Regions from separate parts of the Mus musculus genome. Here region 2 is linked to region 1. Evidence: chromatin contacts called from public HiChIP or PLAC-seq data. All regions are on one chromosome and are shown on one strand. Each heading gives the region's core, a stretch centred on a gene start, on an enhancer-like site or on the middle of the called end of the contact. The rest is flanking DNA. Distances are from core to core; before and after follow the strand shown. Region 1 has its middle 3.0 kb from the start of Gm40823. Region 2 overlaps Nsg2 (neuron specific gene family member 2).

The links. HiChIP or PLAC-seq counts read pairs in DNA pulled down with a chosen protein or histone mark.
Region 2: an H3K4me3 HiChIP or PLAC-seq map of embryonic forebrain shows a contact between it and region 1, with 5 times the contacts expected there. The contact joins two enhancer-like sites. A contact is called at or near these places in 1 of 15 datasets of contacts at CTCF or cohesin (CD8 T cells), 4 of 484 Hi-C or Micro-C datasets (cerebral cortex, cortical neurons and neural stem cells) and 8 of 115 datasets of contacts at active chromatin or transcription factors (embryonic basal ganglia, embryonic forebrain, embryonic hindbrain and 5 more).

What each region holds. Positions count from the first base shown.
Region 1 is chr11:32,155,972-32,160,682 of GRCm38.p6, reverse strand. No RefSeq gene overlaps it. Among named protein-coding and RNA genes, the nearest start is that of Gm40823, 3.0 kb to the left of the region's middle. Within about 2 kb of position 2,817, at least 41 of the 459 cell types and tissues checked have an H3K27ac peak or open chromatin away from gene starts, as enhancers often do. A contact at or near this core is called in cerebral cortex, cortical neurons, embryonic basal ganglia and 4 more, where this site is marked.
Region 2 is chr11:32,018,875-32,023,822 of GRCm38.p6, reverse strand. The region is part of intron 3 of Nsg2 (neuron specific gene family member 2); the gene reads right to left. Among named protein-coding and RNA genes, the nearest start is that of Nsg2, 21 kb to the right of the region's middle. Within about 2 kb of position 3,687, at least 141 of the 459 cell types and tissues checked have an H3K27ac peak or open chromatin away from gene starts, as enhancers often do. A contact at or near this core is called in cerebral cortex, cortical neurons, embryonic basal ganglia and 4 more, where this site is marked.

The sequences.
Region 1 (4,711 bases), core at 1,568-4,067:
TTGGTTAAAAGATATAGAGAAATTAAGCAGAAAACGAGCAGGTCGGTTGTTCCACGCTGGCTAGCATTCTGAGTGACAGGGCAGCTTTGTAGCTGGCCAGGGGAGAGAACTCAACAGTCTCGGGAGAAGCTTGTGGACTACAGTAAGGATCTAAGCCAGTGTGGGTTACCAGGCAGATTACCCACTGGTGCGATAGTGGCCTGACACTTTGCAGGGATCACCGACTGCTTTTGCCACTACACAGGAGAGACTCAGACTTGCCACTGTAAATCTGGTCAAAGCCCACAGCTGTGGAGGACATAGTCCCCAAGGGGACCTACTTGCTGTTGCTTTGCTAAGTGGACAGTGTCTTAGTCAGGGTTTCTATTGCAGGGACAAAACACCATGACCAAAAAGCAAGTTGGGGCGGAAAGGGTTCTTTTGGCTCACACCTCTACATTGTAATTCATCATTGAAGGAAGTCGGTTCAGGAACTCAAACAGGGCAAGGAACCTGGAGGCAGGAGCTGCGGAGGGGTGCAGCTGGCCTTGAGGGCTGGCCAGTTGGAGTTAAGAACAGCCCAGATGAAACATAATAAGTAGTAACTCGGGGTTATTAATAGGAAATAGATTCTAATAGCCTAGAGGGTAGGTAAATGATCAACTCCTGTGCTGTTTAAGGCTTATTGTAAATATAAAGGCTCTGAGTGTCTTTTATCTGGGAACCTAACCAATGAAAGTCAGAATAGAAACCCCAGGAAAGGATTTAACCCATAGGCCCCAACGCCTGCCAACAATGGACCAAAGACCGAATCCACAAAGATCTAGTCCATAGTTCCAGAAAGTTCTTAAGTGCACTAACTTTGCCTTTTAGTTTCTGTAGTTCTGCTTCTTGCTAACTAAAGTGTGACAACCAAGACGTGGTTTTTTGTGCATAAAAGACCGAGGGCCATAAGGTTCAGAACTGTGTGATTTGGGCAAGTTCCTCATGTAGCCGCTGGCCAGCAATAGATTTTGCTTTTGGCTTTAAGAGTGTCTGCCTAATGGGCTTACCATGCAGTGTACTATCGGTGCCAGCAAGATCCCCAGAGACTAAGATGCTGGGACACTGGGGGCCCTCAGATCCCCTCTGGGGTGATACCATGAAAAATGGCAATTCCTAGGGGTTGCATGCCTGAGACCCTCCCATCCATGAACTTCAAGGGCCCTATGAATTTCCCCTGCTTTTAGTCCTACTGCCCCAGAGGCGCCTGAGGCCTCCACCCTAAAAAGGGAAACTACAGAAAGCTCCTCAGTGCCAACTCTTCTCCGTGTCATGGTTCAGCCGCAGGTACAGAGGCAATGTGTGTGCAGTCATGGTCCACTTGCCATAGGCTTACTCTTTCAGTTAGCCTCCAGAATTCTGGGAAATGTGTGAAGAGAAAGCAGTCACAGTTATCTTCAAAGGATCCCAAATATCCAGCAGGCTGAAAAAATTGCCAGCCTACCAAAGGGTTCCCACACCCAGCTGCTCTCAGGTGGGTATTCTCAGAGGAGCTACTCAAGTGGCACCTTGCCAAGCCCAGGAAATGTTACTTTTCTGAGTTTGTATCTTTTGGTATTCTGTTATTTATGCCTCAAATGCCTTTAGCCTACTTCTCCACATGCATCCATCAAAGTCCTCTCTCTCTCTCTCTCTCTCTCTCTCTCTCTCTCTCTCTCTCTCTCTCTAAATATTATTTATTTAATGTATATGAGTACACTGTAGCTGTCTTCAGACACACCAGAAGAGGGCATCGGATCCCATTACAGATGGTTGTGAGCCACCATGTGGTTGCTGGGAACTGAATTCAGGACCTCTGGAAGAACAGTCAGTGCTCTTAACTGCTGAGCCATCTCTCCAGCTCCCAGAGTCTGCAATTTTGAATGTCATTCTCTGTGAATCTTTTTCAAGCTCTCTACCCATAACCCCTAATATGTTGCACTGTCTCAGTGTGAACTCTCCCTTTTGCCCAGCATCTACATCATGTGGCAGAGACACTCACATAGCAATTGTTATTCTGTGAGATGCAACAGACGTCCTCTATGAAAGTACCCTGAGCCAGAGAAGGCATCTGAGCCCTTTGTGTCCTGAGCATCTTGCACAGTGCTAGGCAAAGTGTAGATGCCCTTGTTGTGTGCACGAATGAATGAATGAATGAATGAGTAAATGAATACAGTGTGCTGGCGTGTTTCTATGGAGGCTCCGTGGTGTAGACAGAATCTACTCAGGACTCTTCTCTCTATTCACCGGGGCCCAGCTGACTACACACTGGAGCCTCCCCGTTAGGAGGTTCTGGGCTCTTTATTGGCTTTCATTATTTTTTTTCTCCCTAAAACAATATGATCCTTCTTTAGTGCTTTCCAAAGCACACCAATCAGCATACTAATCACACTAAAGTGTCAACGGAACCTGCCAATTTCATACATTTGCATATTTTCTGTAGGGTTCCGCCTCCCCCTCCCCCTCCCTTTCATTAGCTATTCTTGGAAGAGCTGCTCAGCCTCCATATTGTTCAAACTGGCTTGATTTTGATTTCACTTTGTAAAGACAGATTTGCAGGATGATGAACGAGCTCCTGCCAATTTCATGCATTTCCGCTCTGTACATCGACACCTTATATTTATTCCATCTTCTCCTCCTGGCTCCAGATGGTGTGGCAACACAGCCTCGGGCAAAGACACAAAACTCACTCTCCCTCCCTCCTCCTCCTCACACTTTCAGCTCCGGCTCTCCCGTGCCAGGTTTGAACGGTGCACAGCCTCTGGCAAACGTTGCCTCGCCTGCAGATTGGGCTGCCGCTTAGGAACCTGGGAATGTGAAGCAAGACAATGGGGAATGTCACATGCCTTGGGCCTCGCCACTCCAGTCACTGCCCCTCACAGAAAACCACAGCTGAAAGAGTTTGATACATTCACAGATGTTCCCCCCCCACCACCCTTTTCCATTCAAGAAGCGGGCCACAAGTATCTCAAGAGAAGACTTAATAAAACAATGAAACAAAAGCCCCAGGCTCCTCGTGACAGATGAAAAAAAAAAAAAAAAAAAAAACCACCCAAAAAACAAAAAACAAAAAAAACCCAAAAAACAAACAAACAAAAACCTGGCAAGAGCATGTGCCCATCTTGACACTCTCTTGCCTTCTGTCTGAAATGTGACCAGGGAATCATACAGATGAAAGATGGCCAGAGACATATACCAGTGATCTTTTAGATATACCTGCCTCCCCATCCCCCCCCCTCACCCCCAGTTAAGTAGGGGCTGGAACAGACCCCAGAGCATGTGAATTAATTATGGGGGCATCTGAATGAGGACAGATCTGCTCCTGGCTTTCTCTGTGGGTCCAGGGCGGTGGAGAGCTTATACAGCCCCTAGGCGCCAGGCCCAGTGGAGTAGAAGCTGGAATAAGCCATGCACAGACAAGAGAATCAGAAACAAGGACTCAACATTTGGGATCAGAAATCTTCCTGTTTTTAGTGGGTGTGGTGGTACATATGGGAGGCTGAGGATTGTGTATTTGAGGCCAGTCAGGCTCCAAAAAATAAAAAAGGAAGCCACAATAGCAACAAAATAGAAAATTCCTCTTAAGTGTGAGACTGGACCAGGAAACAGGTTGGGCCTGGTGAGGATGTGGTTTGGCAGCAACGACACCCTTGACACTCACAATGTCACAGATTGGACGTGACATGCCCTCCAAACGCCCATAGACATTAAAGACGTTAATGAGCCCATGGCAACATTGGGAGGGGAGTTCATCTGGACTGACGGGTGCTTACTGTAAAGTTGTTAGGTCTCTGAGGGTATGCTGCAGAAGAGGGTTGTGGGAGTAAACTTGTCCTTCTTCTGTGGTATACGTGTGTGCGCGTGTGTGTATTTGTGAATGTTTCTGTGCATGTGGTGTGTGTGTATGTGTGTCCAAGCAATTAGGTAAATGACTTTGCTCTATCACATGTCCCCTGACAGAACATATTGTTTCTTCATAGGGCCAAAGCAACAGGGCCAACCAGTCATAGATGAAATCCTGTAAACCTATTAGCCAAATCAACCAGTTCTACTTCCAAGTTGATTACTCAGTCCCACAATGGCCAAGGACCCTTTGGAGTAGTGGGGAGTCAAGTGGACCTAGAAAAACCCAGAAACTAATAGTCCATCTCACATGATGCTACTTAAGAACCAGACATGGGTGGGAAAGCAAAGAAACCCTTGACTTGAGTGAGGAAACCCAGAACTGACTGAATCGTTCTGCTTTGAGATGAGACTCTTTAGAGTGGACTATAGATCAGAGGGTGCAGCTAGTTATGTTGGCTAGTGATGAGCCAAATAGAAGAGATATGCAGATGTGTTTGCAACTGGGGTAGGTAAACTCAGCATACCTTATAAAGCAAAACCACATGACTGACTTCAAAGTTCCTATGGATCCTAGACTCTTAGGTAGATCCTAGACCTTCCTATCTTTGACTCTGACCATCTTCTGTCTACACTGTTTCCTGTGTCACATTTCAGACAGAAGGCACCGGAGTGTCAGCATCATGAGTTCCTGCCGATAATCTTCATCTGCTACTAGGAGATTGGGCTTTTGTATTCCCTTAGAATACAAAGGTGAGAAAGGAAGATTAAAGGCTGAGGGGCCGGAGAGATGGCTCGGTGGTTAGAGCACCGGCTGCTCTTGAAGAGGTCCCTCATTCAGCTGTCAGCATCCACATGGTGGCTCACA
Region 2 (4,948 bases), core at 2,438-4,937, 140 kb after region 1:
GTCCTGGGTTCTATAAGAAAGCAGGCTGAGCAAGCCAGGGGAAATAAGCCAGTAACATCCCTCCATGGCCTCTGCATCAGCTCCTGCTTTCTGACCTGCTTAGTTCCAGTCCTGACCTCCTTTGGTGATGAATTTGGAAGTATAAGCTGAATAAACCCTTTCCTCCCCAAAATGCTTCTTGGTCATGATGTTTGTGCAGGAATAGAAACCCTGACTAAGACAGAGGGAATGCAGAGGTTGGAGCCTGAAGTTTCACAGTATAGAGAAGCAAACAAAAGAATGGCAGGAAGCTGAGGTAGATTGTAGTTGGGGCATCTCTGTCACTCAGCAGTGGCTTGCCTTGAGCAGTCCTTTCCAGCACTGGACTCCCAGGATGCAAGAAGCACAATTTTTAGGACCTTGGGGTACATTCTAGTTTTATAGCTTCTTTGTAGGGCCCAGGCTAAGCTACCTTGCTTACCCTGGCTGTATGGTCTATATCTGCCCAGAGCAGCCTTTCTGTGTGGGACAGCATACAGAAAGCACCAGATACCACTGGGACCAGGGCAGAAACCTAAAGACTGTAGAGTTCCAAAGAGTAGAAAATCAACGCTTACGAATATTTGGGTCTGAAATGTCTGCTGGAAAGGTTTTATTGTTTTCAATTGTTTGTGTGGTTATTCAATTTTAAAAAGAGCCTACCTACATTGGCTCTTTAGGAGAGATTGGGCCTTTCGCTGCAGGGTCTCCCACCTCATCTTTAATGCTTTTGCCTGAGAGGGTTCATTGGTGCTGGCTACCACTCTGGCTTCTACTCACTGGACTGAGCCCTGGGGCTGGTCTACAGGTATCTCATGACCTTTCTTCAGGTGCCTGGGCATATTCTAATGGAAGCCTATGTAGGCTGAGCTCAGCCAAGAACATGGAGGCCACCCTAGAGGACTGGGTTCACACTGCAATTCACCCAGTCACTTCACGCCTGGCCATGGCCTGGGAACTTGAAACAGCAACAGGCCAGGCATTTTTCTGCAAGCACTGGGGATCCCTGGGAGACAGAGTGGAAATGCAGACCCAACATGACCTTGTAGAGCTCAGAGGAAGCCCTAGGCCAGCTAAGATGACCAAAAAGGCTCCTACTGCAGGTGGCTAGTGGGGCTTTTGTTCTGGTTTTGTTTGTTTTGTTGTTTATTCTACACTGTGATGAGGCCCTGAAAGTACCTTGCTGTACTCTTTGTGTCTTCTGGGAACAGGCATTGAGTCAACCCTCAGTATGTCATAAAGACAAAGAAGAAAGAGGAAGAAGAGGAAGAGAAGTCAGATGGGGCAGGGCCATGTGAGGTTCGGCAGGGATTGTGAGATGCAGGGCCACCAGATAGTTTGTTTTGTGTATTTCCTGACTGAACAACTTCAGGACAGTGCCTTACTTTTGCTGGACACCCTTTTGGAGTAGCAGCAGTATCTAGGTTGCAAGGTTGTTGGAAGGAAGATGGATAAAAGAAAGCCTAAGGATGATATGATCATTTATGACTAACGTGTTGAAAAATAACCTGCCCTGGAAAAAAAAAGGCTTTTTTGTTTTGTTTTGTGCAGACCCACCAAGTTTAACACAGGTCATTGTGTGAGCAGGGATTTAGAACACGAGTTCATCAGGAGATCACAAATGAGGAGAATGTCTACCTTGCTTAAGATATATCAGTATTGGGGCTGGAGAGATGGCTTAGTGGTTAAGAGCACTGACTGCTCTTCCAGAGGTCCTGAGTTCAATTCCCAGTAACCACATGGTGGCTCACAACCATCTGGAAAAGGATCTGATGCCTTCTTCTGGTGTGTACTCATATAGATTTAAAAAAAAATCTTAAAAAAAAATCTATCAGTATCCTATAGTTCAGTAGGGAGGTTAGGACGATGTGCCATGTGGACTCTTCTGCAATTTATGACCAACTGTTGATAGGCCTATTATTACATAGTCCACTGTAGGTGGCTATGGCTGCTGTGAGATCATGGCTGTATTGTAGGGAAGACAGCAGAGGTGGGGAGGAAGTACGAGAGGTTAAGAGTGATAGTAAACAGAAGGTACTACAGACATCCTTCTTGGTAGCAGCACATCCACAGCACCTGCCTCTTCCTCAAGATCGATACTTTCCTTCATACCAAGGCTTCCTGGAGCAACAGTACCTTCCAATCTGCTGCCATCTTCAACAGTATCAGAATCTCGCACAGCAGAACTTTCAACAGCGCTTGTATCTCCATAATATCACATTCTCCATTACACCAGAAGCTTCAGGCAGCACAAATGGCCCACACTGTCACCATCCCATAACCAGTGCCCTCCACACCACCAGGATCTTCCTTTAGAACTCATCCTTCCAAAGTGTCACTACCTTTGGTTCCACCAGCACCTTCTATAGCACCAAAATTCTTCCTGAATCTGGTGCCCTGTATGTATCAGATGCCTGTATCACCAGCTCCTCCACAGCACTAGAGCTGCCCAGAACACCACAGCCTTCTATCTGTGACACCCATTCTTCAATGCAGCATAAACCTTCCACACCACCAGCTCCTCCATAATACCAGTCCATCCATGCACCAGTGCTTCCCACAGCAGAACCACAGCTTTAACACCAGAACTTTCCAGAGCCGTGGTTCTCAGCCTGTGGGTCACAGCCCCTTTGGGAATCAGATAACCTGCATATCAGATAATTACATTGTGATTCATAACAGTAGCAAAATTATAGTTATGAAGTAGCAATGAAGTAATCTTATGATTGGGGGTCCCCACAACATGAGAAACTGCATTAGAGGGTTGTAGCATTAGGAAGGTTGAGAACTGCCATTCTAAAACATCATTATGTTCTGTAGCAGGCAGTTTAACAGCATCCCCAGCTCCCAGGGCTCAGGATGGATGGATTTGTTCCTGTTAGCCTAAGGACACTCTTCAAGCCTTTTGGAAGAACCTCTGGAGATACAGAAAAACAGGGTGCACAGGGGTGGGGTAGGGGTGAGCAGCAACTGTCCGTGCTAAGCTCTCTGAGGCTGTCTGTAAAGATGTTCCCCCAGCATCTCCACCCACAGCTCCAGGCACATCTAAGGGTGGCAGCAAGCCAAACCTCCACACACCATGGCTACTCGGCTCAGAACCTCTCCCAGCCAGCATCTTGCAAAGCTTGAACCATTGGTCCAGTCAGAGAAGCCCAATCTTCCTTTCCCAGGCAAAAATAAGTTCTATGATTCTGCTCCCACAGCAGACATACGTGGTGGGTCCCTGAGCCCCAGTGAGCTTCCTCATCTAAGACCTTCAGACTCTTCTTAATTACCACACAGCTTCCTCACCCTTTTCCCCTACCACCCTGCAACCAGCAGATGCATCCTTTACAAAGCCCAGAGGAAGCTCTCTGAAGAAAGCTGAAAACCAGGCTAATTAACACTTCAAGCTTTATATAAGCAAATGAGAATCTGCTTCATTTCCATCCCCTCCCCCCTTCTTTTTGTTCCAAAAGGCAGGGCTTGTCCCCACCCACGCCTGACAGTCAAGGCTCGCAAAGGGCTGCTAGTGAAACACAAATCTCTTCTTCCAGAACTGACTTGACCCGTGAGGATCAACTGAACAAAACTGGATTAAAGGCAGTGATCAGGCCTGAACCCGGCTTAGAGCTACTCTGTTCATTATTTTAGCTGACTCATTTCTACTACAGGCAGCATGGCTGGACAGAAAGGCCAGACAGACAGGCCCAGCTCTGACACTGGCTCTGGCTTTGACACTGGGTAACTGGGCCAGCGGACTGAATCATCTCTCTGATTAATGGGGGAGTTATACCACCTCATCCACTGGGGACTCCCAGCTCGCTCTCTCTCTCTCTCTCTCTCTCTCTCTCTCTCTCTCTCTCTCTCTCTCTCTCTCTCTCTCTCTCTCTCTCTCTCGTGTGTGTGTTTGTGTGTGTGTGTGTGTGTTTGTGCACATGTGTACAAGGCAAGCATGGTCAGGGGACAATTCTATACAGTTAACTCTCTCCCCTTATGTGTGCTCTAAGAATTGAATTTAGGTCATCTTCTGAGCCATCTTGCTAGCCTAAAAAGGTAAAGCTTAAGAATTTGTAAAATAGTCCACTATAGAGATATAGTTTTATTCGTGAAATCAAGAGAAAGGTAGGAAGTCTAACCTTGTCTAATACTTTGATTTTTATATATAGCACTACTGTTAGTATTCTTATGTGTGACTCTGTGCCTTTTATGAACGACAGAGCCAAGACAAGTCAACTTTACTCCAGGGCCCGATTTGTACATATTACCCCCATTCCCTCCTGCTTGCCCCTCATAACTTTTCCCCGCAGGTGGCTGCACACAGCAGGGGCCAGTCCCCCTCGTACTAAGTCCACATTGCACAGTGGAAAACATGGTAAGATGACAGTAAATGAGCAGTCCCCGCCTTTGCTAGAGAGCCAGCATCACACACTCAGCCACTCAAATACAGATTTAGTGCAGAGAAAGACTGTCATGTGTTCTGGTTTGGTCTAATGCTTGTATTATGTTAATTGGGTCCCCAAAATTGCACGAGAATTTGCATGTAAAACACTGAGGGTCCCTGACCTCTGTTTTGATTGGTAATTAAAGTTGCCAACAGCTAATGGTTTGACAAGGAGGCAGAGGTGGGACTTTTAGGATTCCAGAGCAAGGAACAAGGAGGGAGGAAGGGATAGCTGCTGCGCTGGGAAAGGGGCAGCTGCCATGCCTGAGGTGTGCAGGACAGCTTGCCAACATGTAAGAGCCTGGGAAGAGTGGCCTCAGGGGACCCCTGACGGGGTTTAGGGCAACAAAAATGGAATATAGATTTTAATGAGTAGTAACTCAGGAATATCGGAGGGGAGTGTGTTAGCTGTGTGGAAGTTTGGGAGTGGCTCAGCCATTGAGCTGTTTAAGGCATATTAAAATATAAGGGTGTGTGTGTGTGTGTGTGTTTCATTCAGGAACCCTG